3 separate regions of the Pan troglodytes genome follow, and regions 1 and 2 are each linked to region 3. The links are chromatin contacts, called in public Hi-C maps. All regions are on one chromosome and are shown on one strand. Each heading gives the region's core, a stretch centred on a gene start, on an enhancer-like site or on the middle of the called end of the contact. The rest is flanking DNA. Distances are from core to core; before and after follow the strand shown.

Region 1 (4,313 bases), core at 1,286-3,785, 140 kb after region 3:
CAAGGCGGGCGGATCACGAGGTCAGGAGATGGAGACCAACCTGGCTAACAAGGTGAGACCACGTCTCTACTAAAAATACAAAAAAAGAAAAAAGAAAAGAAAAAAACTAGCCGGGCATGGTGGCAGGCGCCTGTAGTCTCAGCTACTTGGGAGGCTGAGGCAGGAGAAAGGTGTGAATCCAGGAGGCGGAGCTTGCAGCGAGCCGAGATCGTGCCACTGCACTCCAACCTGGGCGACAGGGCAAGACTCCGTCTCAAAAAAAAAAAAAAAAAAAAAAAAGTAACATTTAACTGGCTTTAAATGAAGAATAAAAGTTACTGGGTAACAATACCAGTAACTTTATATACACTTTTGTAAATCCTCACAATCCCACTAGGTAGCAGTTTCTTCCATCTTCTTAACACAAAAACTCAAAAAGGTTTGAGTGACTTGGCCAAAGCTAGCTAAGTAAGTTGTCCCAGGTATGTTTGATCCCACATTGTCTACCTTTTGGTAGAATTTCCCGCAATTTATCACCACGGACTCTATATTCTGACTCAGGAATTCTTAATCTGAAGTCCATGCAATTTTGGCTGGACAAGAATTCTAGTGGGCTCCATTAAATTGTAAATGATACATTTTAAAGATAAGGTAAAATGAAGACTCTTGTACAAATATAAAATGAATACACGGTAAAGATTTAAGCACAGTCATGGGTTGCTTAACGACAAGGACACATTCTGAGAAATGCACAGTCAGGTGAGTAAGTACATCATTGCGTATGTAGTTATTCTATGATGTATTCACACAAACCTAGGTACTATCGCCTAACTCACCTATAATCTTATGGGACCACTGTCATACATGCGGTCTGTCGGTATGTGGTGCTTGACTGTAAATAAGGGAACCAGTGAAGTGCTAAAAACCAGTTCAAAGGAGAATTTAAAAAGCAGGTACACAGGCAATCAGGAACGTTGAAATGAATATTAATAAATACTGCTCAGGACAATAATTAATTGCATCTTTACTGGACAAACCTAATTTCCATGATGCTGTAGCGAGTTACACGGTTGAAAAATAGTTCAAAGACCACGAAAGACATAGATAACTTGGAAGAGTGAGTCAGACAAGACACCAAGTCATTTGTGTGTGTTTGCTATTTAAAAGTATTTCGTAATTTCTCTTGAGGAAATTATATGAAAAATGTTTGTTTGGAGACGCAGCCTCTCTCAGTGGCCCAGGCTGCAGTGCAGTGGCGCGATCCCGGCTCACTGTAATCTCTGCTTCCCGAGTTCAAGCGATTCTCCCAACCCAGCCTCTTGAGTAGCTGGGACTACAGGTGTGCACCACCACTCCCCGCTAATTTTTGTGTTTTTAGTAGAGACGAGATTTTGCCATATTGGCCAGGCTGGTCTCGAACTCCTGACCTCAAGTGATCCTCCCGCGTCGGCCTCCCAAAGTGCTGGGATTACAGGCGTGAGCCACCGTGCCCAGCCTCGCAAAATGTTTTAATAGGTGCATGCACGTTTTCCTGAGAAGCTAATCCATATAATTAAGTTTTCAAAAGAAGTGTGCCACAACAGGTTAAGAATCATTGTTCTGGTCACTGCTTACAATTCAAGTCCCTCAACACGTAGTGGCCTGTGTCTTCTGCTTTGTCTGAATCTTCTCGTCTAAATTTCCTTATTAAATTTTCAAGGCCCAGGTTAAATGGCATCTTACTCTTTGAGATCTTCCACCACCCTGTGTCCTATCATTTGTTTTCTCTTAAGTTTCTTTGCTAACGCACTCTGCACACCATATCTAGCACGTGTTAGTTCCCTTCCGTAACTGGATTTTTTACTCTTTAAGGACGATGGCAGAGTCCTGCAAAAGAAGATGATAATTTTAGAATATAAATCCTCACGTTCGCTATCCTCTGGCAGCCACAGCTCAGCTCCAATCTGCGAAATACGGCACTCTCTTTATTGACTACTGCTTCTCTCGGCACCCGTACTTCCGCAAAGACGCCGTCATAGGCTGGGCGCGCCCCAAACCTCCCCACGCCGGGCCCCTATGCGCCCCTACTCTCTGAAAACAGGAACTACAAGTGCTGCCGACGACTTTTGCGCGTGCGCATAAATAACTAGGCCAAGGAACTGATGGGTGTGCAGGACGGGGGGGCGGGGTAAGAAGGACGATAGATGATAGAGTGGACCGCAAGAAAAAGGACGGAGAGTTAATTAGACTTCGCCCAAGCTGTGCGACCCTATAGGCCGCTTGTAACTTACTCCGTTCGACTCCCAAAATACAGGGTCAAGTACTGCGGCCTTCGGACCTTTCCGTCTCCGGATCCTGATAGCCTTGGTTACTTTCGCGTCATAGGATGAGCGACAACGTTTTCCGGTCCCAATTGAGAAAGACGGGCCCGGAGGCAGTGCGCGCGCCACCTACGTCACAGGCGAGGTGGTTCCAGGAGGGCTGGGCATCGGAGAGCGCAGCCGGCTGAGAGACTCGAAGCCAAGGAAGAATTTGATTGGCGATTTGAAAGCGGCGGTTTTTGGCTTAGGCGGAGGTGGGCGGGCCAAGTTTTGGGTCCTCATCTGGTGAGGTCCCGCGTTAATGACGTCACATTGTTTCGCGGGAGAAATTCGAAAGTGGATTTTGTGCAATTTGACAGGTGAGGTGAAGTGTTTCTCGGGTTTTCCTAGGAATGACTTGAGCGATTTGGGGCGAAGGGACGAAAGACTCTGCTCCTTAAGAAGAGAACCGGGAAGGATGCTGTTTGGAACTAGGATTGGGGTGGTCGCAGTCACAGCTACTCGGACTGCTTGTAATAAGTGGTGCCTCTTCACCGTTTTTCCCAGGCCTTGCTTTGCAATTTCGAGTAGATATGAGGACCAAAGAGGGCTTTGCTGTTTGTATTTAGGACTGAGAAAGTATCAAGTCTCCATTGTCATTTGGTGACAGGATTATGGTTATTAGAATCTTGGCAAATGAGATGTGGGTTTCCTTTGTTTATTTGGACTGGATGGTTTGTTAACAATGTTGAGTTCGTGATTCCAAAACTTTGTTATCCGAACTATTTAGAGGTTCAGGTTTAGGTTCAAAAAATACTCCTTGTTTAAAAAAAAAGGAAAAATATCTTGTATTTAAATGAATAATGGCTCATACTTCACTGAGAACACCGAGTTTTATGTATATATATTGTGTCCGTACCTATAGTAGCACAATGTGTATGTACGTATATGTGTGTATGTACGTATATCTGTGTGTATGTATGTATGTATATAATTATCACAGAACATCTGGGGTCTTTAAAAACTTATTTGGAGATTAATCTTTCACCTACTAGAAGTCGGTCAACAGGTGAATTGTCTGGTAGACGTGGACAGATGAACACTTGGAAAAAACTCTATCTTTGCATCTCACTTAAATATATATGATGCTGTTGTCTAAAATAATTTTTTCTGATTAATACTAAGATAAGAAAGGGTGTTGACTTTCAATGAATAAGTATTAGAGCTCTTCTAAATTTTAAAAGATCCAGTTAGCTTTTTTTTTTTTAGGTTTTCTCCTATAATCGAATTTAACCATCCTTTAAGAGTTTCAGTCTTCTCAGTTCTTTTTAAACTGTACATTCCAGAAGTAATATCTCAATTTAGGAAAATAATGGAGAATTTATCTTGCAATTGCGAAATAGCATATAAGTTATCCTAAGCTAGTAAATACTGGGTTCCTAATCTGTAAATTGTAATAATGCTTATTCTTCAGGGTTATGAGACTGATAAATACTGTATGTAAAGTATCTCGTCCAATTCCTGCCTGATACATAGTATGTAATCAATAGTTATATATAATTACACACGATAATCATAATTGTATATTACATAATACAGTAATAATAGTTATATATTATATAATTACATAATTATAATGTATATAATTAATATAATGTATATAATGTAGTTTATAATATAGCACTTTGTGAAGCTGGAAGGATTGCTTGAGCCCAGGAGTTTGAGGCCACAGCGAGCTATGATTGCAACACTGCACTCCAGCCTAGGTGACAGAGTAAAAGAAAAAGAAAAGTTAAAAAGCCAACAGAAACAAAACCTCCAAATAAAGCATTTAACAGTCTCTAGCATATGGTAGCACTGAATAAATGGTAGCTATTAAACAGATCTGATATTAATAACTGCCACATGCCCAGCTCTGTGTCTGTACCATGTATTCTCATCTATGTATACAGCATATCTAGCCCAGGAGTGTTTTTCTCGATCTCTCTTTTATCTTCTTGGCATTCTTAGGCATCAGCAGTTTATGTACACTGGAGGGGAGGGAGATAGGATGTG
Region 2 (4,291 bases), core at 356-2,855, 180 kb before region 3:
ATACGGAAAAGATGACATCTGCACTGTATTCACTGACATCAAAACAGCCTGTGTTGGGCTTCAGTAGTAATAATAGTAATCATTGTTCACTGCATGCATGCTTAGGTCTAGATGTTTAACACACATTTCATCCAAAGAAGAACACTGCAGTTACGAATGACATACAACATGTAGTAAATATTTTTAAATAAGTTTCAAAGTGATTATATAAATTGCTGAAGGTAACACAGCTATTAGTGAAACACCTGGCTGTGAACTCAAGCCTAAGGAACAGCCTTTGCCCTGCATGCTTTCTGCTGCTTCCCCCTAGCTCTCTGGGTAGTTACTAGAAACAGCACCCACTTATTTTCATTTTATATATTAATGTTCTAAACTCTATTATATATATCTATATTAAATATATACCTTCTAATGGTCTGAAAACAATACATTTATAAGTTTCATTTGTGCAAATTTCAGTCATCTTCTCTCTGCAGCTTTGGTCCAGATGCCTGCATGCTTCGCTTTTCCAAACTTTAAGCTTACGGAAATATAGGTAAATAATTGTAGTCATTTTGTGGCATAACTCAGAACAAATTGTAAGCACCTTAGGTGATAGCAGGATCCCAAAGCAAAGATTTCCATTAAAACTTTGGTCATAAGTCATCTCTTAATGAGCGACATAAAATGCCTAATCATAAAGTAACTACGCTTCATAAAATCAGCCATTCATTGAAGGGCACAACATTAAGAATAATGGGGGTTAAATAACTGTTTAGTTATGGCTCCTACCCCCAAAGAGAATAAAATATTATGTGAAGAAAATATGGACCCAACAAGCATGCAATACCCATTCACAAGAATGAATCATGCAAGAGAAAATCATACTGATTTGTTGTTTCTGCATCAGCTTCATACCAGAGTTAACTGGCAAAGGTTGTCTAGAAAATATGGGTTGAGTAGGGATCTTAAGAAAAGCTTTTATTCTTCAACTTAAAAGAATAATTGATCCACTGAGCACAATCACCTAAGGAAGTGCATTTTAAAAGAAAGCACATGTTTGAAGAACATTACTACTTTCTAGCTTTATAACTTTGGGGAAATTACATAATCTCTTCAGGTTTCAGTCAGCTTACCTCTAAAATAGAATTATCATACCTATCTCATAACGTTGTATATGGATTCAAAACAACTGTCTAAGAACTTGGCATTGTACCTGTCACTGTTTAGTAGTTAATTTTAAGCAAAATTAGATTTTTACACTTATGAATTCCAAAATTAGCTAATCTGATATGCTCCCAGTTTCCTGTATAAACTTAATTTATTTGTAACTTAGAAATAGTGCATGGACAGCTGCATCTGATTGATGAGAACACCACCACGTTTGCCTTCTAATTCTCCCCAGATTCCACCTTCCTTGTTTGGTGATTTGATTTAAACACTCCTTTAAAGATCCGTTAGCTGTCTGCGCCTTAATCAAATTATAGACAGTCTTCAATTTACAAGAATCCTCACAAGCCCTGGCCATCTGCACCTCTGCTCTGACTTGGGCTGCACTTAGGACAGGCGGCAGGCTAACAGCATCACAGCTTGCTCACTCCTCAGTGCTCCAGCTCCTGAAAGCCGACCCCATCCTCCACCCCACCACAGGCAGGCATGGGGATGCAGACTCTGTTGGCATGGGCTCCTTTCCAGGAAAGGCTCTGGTGTTTGTGTTCTGGGATATTCCTGTCTCCCGCTCAACAAGCCCCTCTCAAAGCCGAAGAAAGGCAACAAACCCCTCTCAAAGTTCAGGAAAGGCAACTGAGCTTCTGGAGCCTGAGCCCAGAAAATCACTAATTTAAAAACAACTTCTTTGTTCTACTAAGATTATGAGCATGATTACTTGCAGAGTGACAAGATCATTGCCTCCTCTCCTGGGTCCAGCTGACTCAGCTACACTAACTCTCTCCCAGTCACTGTTTCCTGAACCACCCCGGGTTCAGGTATTTCTCTGTGCCAGTCTTGTTGCAAGGTAGCAGAGTATACGGATGAGAGCATGCACTTTGATGTCAGAGGAACATGGGTTCTAGGCAAGGCTCTGTCACTTCTGAGCTGTGTAACTTGGGAAAGGTGACATAATGTCTTAAAGCTTCGGCTTCTCATGTGTAAAATGGGCATTATAAGACAACCATCACTCATGATAAAGACTATATGGTTATATTTTTCAAACTGGAGTCTGTTGAACTGAATTCTTGGCAGGGGTGGTGTCCTGTGTCTGTCAATGTACTCATGTTGAATTATTTTACCCAGTGACAAAGGAAATAAGCCTTTTTTGCAGGGATTATGTGGAATTAATAGATTCTTTTCGGTTTTGTCAAGGTTCCTCAAACTGATGTGTACAGATGCATTCCCAAGTCCGCTTCTTAGAATGACTGCTTGTGGTTACCAATCAGAAAAGGTAGCTCTGACCCTACGATTTATTAAATAATTTTTGTAATGAGGCACTATGTCTATTTTTCCTCACCTAATTATTACTTTTAAAATCTTGATACTAAATGGTAGTCAGAAATATTATTTACTCTTTTTGGTTTTGAGAGGTGCAATTCACCAGTATTTCTGATTCTCCTCCTTCTGGGCACAAGATGGGACAGCCCTTTCCTACACTTGCTTTGGCCAATGAAATGTGAGCCAAAGTAACATGCATCACTTCTAGGAAGAACTCTTTCACACTCAGAACACATTTTGTCATGTTTATTCCTAGTGCCAGGCCAGGCAGCATTATTCCAGATGGTGGAAGCTCTGCCTCAAATGAAGACAATGTGGAGCAGAGCCCCTGCCAACCCAAGATACATGTGGTATGAGGAAAAGATACACCTTTGTGATTGTAAGCCACTAAGGTTAGGGGCTATTTGTTACTACAGCACAACGTAGCCCATTCTAACTGATACACAGTTGCTTAAATATTTTGTAATAACTCATATAAATTCTTGCCTATCACACTCTTGGTCTAAGAAAGTCAACTGTCAATACGACACTGCCTTTTTCAGAAAGGTACTTTTTCCTAAAAGATAATCAACTCTCAGAGGGAGAGCTACCTGAATTAGATAATTTTCCTTAAAGGTAAGGTCAGTCCACTGATTAGCTACCTCTCACATTCCCTCTTACATTCTCTACAAGTCATGTATTTATTCTGTTATCTGCCTCAGCTCTCTTCATTGCAAACAAGCTAATCTTTTCATTTTTTTTCTATGCTGAACTTTAACCCTGGAATCACGTACCAATTATCATATGCATACAACTAGCCTGCTCATCAAACCCTAGATATCCACCCATTTAGAGGTCCCAATGGGGAAGGGGGGTGGGACAGAGGAGAATATGGACATAAAAGACAAAATTAGGGTTAATAAGCTCCTCAACTCTTGGAGTTACGGATATCTTTTATGTACTGTAGCAATGATTACATGTATTCATTATTAATAGTAACTTCCTATTATCCTGATCACAAAGAAGTAAGCTGTTTACATTTTTAAAAATTCCTAATTAATGGATAGTTTAATTTACCCAAGTTAAAGAAAATATTGTGTTAGGCAGTTCTGTCAACTGCAAAATTCACTTCCTCTGTTTATTAACTGGAAATGAAAATACATGTACCATAGTCTGTGGGTAAGATCATAGTGAACAAATAGACAAGAGAATGGTACAAAGCAGCTAATACAATATATCATTTATGACTTAGGAAAAAGCCATAATAAATGGATGCATGCCAGGCCCTCCTGGAACAATAAGTGAAAGGCTTGTCCAGTAAGGGGAAAGGATGTAATGCCTGATTGCTATGTGGATAACCTTTATACATGTGTTTTTTAGTCCTTGCTGGATATAAATATTAGTTCAATGGACTGAAAAATTCTGCAAAATAGACCTCAGGCTTCTGTAATTAAGGACCACCAAAAACCATCTCCATTTTGTTTAGTCTGAGGTCATCTAAATTACATCTGTCATACAAATTAAGTTTGCATCCATAAAGCTTGTTACTGAATACCAACTCTGCTTTCTTAATTAAAAATTATTAACAAGAGTGCCAGAAGATAAACTAAATTATATTCTCTCAAAGTAATCTCTTCCCACTACCCTTACCCTCTCCCTCAAATGTTTACAGCAAAACAAGGTAAAGGGGAAAGAAGAAAAACAATGTAGGCTCGATTTTACTATTATTTTTGTGAAACACTGTGAATCTTGACATTGTCATCTTGTATACACACTCACACACACATCTGTAGTAAAATATATAATAAAATTAGAAGGGTTAGAGCTAAACAGATCCTTAGATTTC
Region 3 (4,179 bases), core at 859-3,358:
CAGGGTCTCGCTCTGACACCCAGTGCCAGGCTGGAGTGCAGTGACACAATCTCAGCTCACTGCAACCTTGATCTCCTGGGTTCAAGCGATTCTCCTGCTTCAGCCTCCCGAGTAGCTGGGACTACAGACACATGCCACCATACCCGGCTAATGTTTGTATTTTTAGTAGAGACGGGGTTTCACCATGTTGCCCAGGCTGGTCTCGAACTCCTGACCTCAAGTGATTTGCCCACCTCAGCCTCCCAAAGTGCTAGGATTACAAGCGTGAGCCACCGCAACTGGCAGAACATACTGTCTGCCCCTCATTTTAGAAGTCAGATTAAATTTAGCATTTTGATACATACTATCTTGAATTGCTCTGCAATTATTTTACTAGGAATTTGATAACAAAAGTAGGCCTTAAGAAATACCTGTGGAATTTAATTAAAGGATTCAGTTTTGTTTGGAATATCCCTTAGTTTCTAGTTTTGTGGTAAGAAAGAGATGATGCTTTACATCATAAGATATTCAAAATATATGAGCGATACTGTAAAATTACATTAAAATTACATTGCATAATTATACTTTTAAAATCTGTGCCTAGCACAGGTGATAGTGACTGAATGGATACTTTTCTGATATTTTGTAGAGTGATGGTTTGTACAGTGGAAATGTGTGTGTGGTTTGTTTCCTGCTCAGCATCCATTCCCTCTTCTGATAAAGGCATCTGGATCAGGTGGGCTAACTCAATTCCTGCCTTGGGTGAGGGAAAAGACACAATCCAGCCTGACCCACCAATGTACCCCATCTCATCAGGGCACAGTGATTGGTTTAGAGACACACAGATGTTGCAAGTAACTCTGGTAAGATTAAAGTATGGGTTTAAACTGTTGAGTAAAGAGAATTATCTTTTCTGCTGGGCTTGAGGGTAGAGGGATATAAGCCTTGAGCTGCTGGGCACCACCTTGAGGAGAAAGCCTTTCAGAAAGTGAAGTCAATACCCAGAGTAGAAAGTCAAAAAATTAAAGGAGATTAAGTATAGATAATACCACTTGACCCTCAGGATCCAGCAATTTCTGAAGGCAGATACCCCTGGACTTTTCAATTACATAATCCAGTATAAGCTGAATTTTTCTCACTTGTAATTAAAGGATTTCTAACAAAATAGTTTACTTTTGTGAATTTTTTTTTCTGGCAAAATAGTCTGCTTTACAAAAGTCAAATTTCAAAATGCATTCATTTATGCAACAAATTTTTTTTTTTTTTTTGAGACAGAGTCTTGCTCTGTGGCCAGGCTGGAGTGCAGTGGTGCGATCTCGGTTCACTGCAACCTCCGCCTCCCAGGTTCAAGCCTCAGCCTCCCAAGTAGCTGGGACTACAGGCGTGCACCACCACGCCCGGCTAATTTTTGTATTTTTAATAGAGATGGGGTTTCACCATATTGGCCAGGCTGGTCTCGAACTCCTGACCTCGGATCTGCCCGCCTCGGCCTCCCAAAGTGCTGGAATTACAGGCATGAACCACTGTGCCCAGCTGCAACAAATATTTATTAAGCATCTACTATGTGCTGGTGTATCACATTGTGTCAGTCATGCTGAGAGTAAGTTAACTAGGATCAACTACATAGTGTTCCCAACCTAGGCACTATTAGCATTTTAGGTAAGATAATTCTTAGTTGTTGAGGATGATTCCAAGTGTGGCCTCTGGTCAATATATGCCAGTACAGCCCCCAGTCACTGTCACTGTGACAAATGAAAAATGTCACAAATTTTCAGAAGTTCCTCTAGGGGGCAGTACTATGCTGATGTAGAACAGTGAAGTTGGGGGAAAGGCAGACCCTGACAGCACAGAGTTAAGAATTTTAGAGCTCTCAGACATATACTATCTAAAAGACATGTCAGAAGTCCTGAACAGAAAAAAAAGGGGGGGGGGCAGGGGGGAGTTGTTCCAGAACACAGTGGTATGTAGTATTATAAGGTAAAAGACAAGCAAGGGTTTTAATGAACTTAGAAGAGCTAAGTGAGTAGAAAGAAATCTTATAAAATATCACATGATTAAGGACAAACAAACAGAATGCTTGAGGCCACCTATAGCCAGAAGTGAGCTAAAACAAGCTAACAGTGAAATAGAGCTTTGATCCTACAAATTCAAAAGGGGACGTTCTGCAGACAACTGGTTCTCCCTCTCAACAAGGCAAGGTCAAGGCAAGGTCATAAAAAAAGGGATGAGGAAGAGAACTGTTCAGATTAAAGAGGCCTAAACAAACAACCAAAAGCAATGTGTGGACTTTACTTATATCCCGATTTGAACAATTTAGCTGTAAAGACATTCTAGGGACAATTGAGGATGTTTAAACACAGACTAGATCTTAGACGATATTAAGAAATTGTCACTTTTCTTTGATGTAGTTACATAGAAAAATGTTCATGTTTTTTGAGAGGTATATTCAGCAGGAACAATTATGTCAAGCTGCTTAATATCTCAGTACCTCAATTTCATCAGTAGAGATAACAATTACTTCATACATTGTTGAGAAGATTGAGTTAATATTTATAAAGTGCTTAAAAGAATACCTAGCATTGCCGGGCGCGGTGGCTCACGCCTGTAATCCCAGCACTTTGGGAGGCCAAGGCGGGTGGATCACCTGAGGTCAGGAGTTCAAGACCTGCCTGACAAACATGGAGAAACTCCGTCTCTACTAAAAATACAAAATTAGCCAGGGTGGTGGCACATGCCTGTAATCCCAGCTACTCGGGAGGCTGAGGCAGGAGAATCGCTTGAACCCCAGAGGCGGAGGTTGTGGTGAGCTGAGATCGTACCATTGCACTCCAGCCTGGGCAAAAAGAGTGAAACTCCGTCTCAAAAAAAAAAAAAAAAAAAAGATAACTTTTCAAGGAGACCAGTTACAAAACACAAAGGAAAGGCAATAAATAATACAAAGAAATTGGGCCGGGTACGGTGGCTCACACCTGTAATCCCAGCACTTTGGGAGGCCGAGGCCGAGGTGGGTAGATCACCTGAGGTCAGAAGTTCAAGACCAGCCTGGTCAACATGGTGAAACCCCATCTCTACTAAATAGACAAAAATTAGCCAGGCTTGGTGGTGGGCACCTATAATCCCAGCTACTTGGGAGGCTGAGGCAGGAGAGTCATTTGAACCCAGGAGGCAGAGGTTGCAATGAGCCGAGATCGGGCCATTGCGGTCCAGCCTGGACAACAAGAACGAAACTTCATCTCAAAAAAAAATACAGAGAGCATCAGAACAGAAAGATAGATTAGCGAATAGAAAAGAGATCAATGGGACGAAAAAATGGTGGAAGGAAAAATAATCATGAAAGCCAGAGGGGGCGGGGCGCAGTGGCTCATGCCTATAATCTCAACACTTTAGGAGGCCGATGCAGGCGGATCACAAGGTCAGGAGTTCAAGACCGGCCTGGCCAAGATGGTGAAACCCCGTCTCTACTAAAAATACAAAAAAATTAGCCTGGCATGGTGGCGGGCCCCTGCAATCCCAGCTACTAAGGAGGCTGAGGCAGAGAATTGCTTGAACCAGGGAGGCGGAGGTTGCAGTGAGCCAAGATGGCACCACTGCACTCCAGCCTGGACGACAGAGCCAGACTCCCTCTCAAAACAAAAAGCCAGAAAGAACATATGTGGGAATTATGTTAAACTTTAAGTGTGAGAGAGATGTGAGTGAGAGATCCAAGGAGAGATATAGGACAACCAGGAAGTACTATTCCCCAAATAAGCCAGTGAAAATGCTATATATGGTCGGGCACAGTAGCTCACGCCTGTAATCCCAGCACTTTGGGAGGCCGAGGCGGGCGGATCACGAGGTCAGGAGATCAAGACCACAGTGAAACCCCGTCTCTACTAAAAATACAAAAAAATTAGTCGGGCCCCGTGGCGGGCGCCTGTAGTCCCAGCTACTCCAGAGGTTGAGGCAGGAGAGTGGCTGAACCCGGGAGGTGGAGCTTGCAGTGAGCCGAGATCGCCCCACTGCACTCCAGCCTGGGCGACAGAGCGAGACTCCGACTTGGGGAAAAGAAAAAAAAAAAAAAAAAGGCCGGGCGCGGTGGCTCACGCTTATAATCCCAGCACTTTGGGAGGCCGAGGCAGGCAGATCACGAGGTCAGGAGATCGAGACCATCCTGGCTAACACGGTGAAACCCCGTATCTACTAAAAGAAATACAAAAAAAT

The links. Hi-C and Micro-C count contacts between places; a contact is called where the count stands out from the background.
Region 1: a contact with region 3 is called in a Hi-C map of induced pluripotent stem cells, with 5 times the contacts expected there. The contact joins the promoter of LARP7 here to the enhancer-like site in region 3. A contact is called at or near these places in 3 of 7 Hi-C or Micro-C datasets (blood, induced pluripotent stem cells and stem cell-derived neural progenitor cells), 1 of 1 datasets of contacts at active chromatin or transcription factors (stem cell-derived excitatory neurons) and 1 of 1 other capture datasets (stem cell-derived neural stem cells).
Region 2: a Hi-C map of induced pluripotent stem cells shows a contact between it and region 3, with 2.1 times the contacts expected there. The contact joins two enhancer-like sites. A contact is called at or near these places in 4 of 7 Hi-C or Micro-C datasets (blood, induced pluripotent stem cells and stem cell-derived neural progenitor cells) and 1 of 1 other capture datasets (stem cell-derived neural stem cells).

What each region holds. Positions count from the first base shown.
Region 1 is chr3:114,098,758-114,103,070 of NHGRI_mPanTro3-v2.0_pri, reverse strand. It overlaps LARP7 (La ribonucleoprotein 7, transcriptional regulator), which reads right to left and starts at 2,535. Exons shown (of 13, transcript XM_063809758.1): 1 at 2,250-2,535. ZGRF1 (zinc finger GRF-type containing 1) reads left to right here and starts at 2,093. Exons shown (of 27, transcript XR_010156669.1): 1 at 2,093-2,638.
Region 2 is chr3:114,415,280-114,419,570 of NHGRI_mPanTro3-v2.0_pri, reverse strand. All of the region lies in intron 1 of ANK2 (ankyrin 2), which reads right to left. Among named protein-coding and RNA genes, the nearest start is that of ANK2, 250 kb to the right of the region's middle. Within about 2 kb of position 1,605, at least 6 of the 24 cell types and tissues checked have an H3K27ac peak or open chromatin away from gene starts, as enhancers often do. A contact at or near this core is called in induced pluripotent stem cells, where this site is marked.
Region 3 is chr3:114,236,345-114,240,523 of NHGRI_mPanTro3-v2.0_pri, reverse strand. The region is part of intron 1 of ANK2 (ankyrin 2); the gene reads right to left. Among named protein-coding and RNA genes, the nearest start is that of ANK2, 67 kb to the right of the region's middle. Within about 2 kb of position 2,108, at least 2 of the 24 cell types and tissues checked have an H3K27ac peak or open chromatin away from gene starts, as enhancers often do. A contact at or near this core is called in induced pluripotent stem cells, where this site is marked.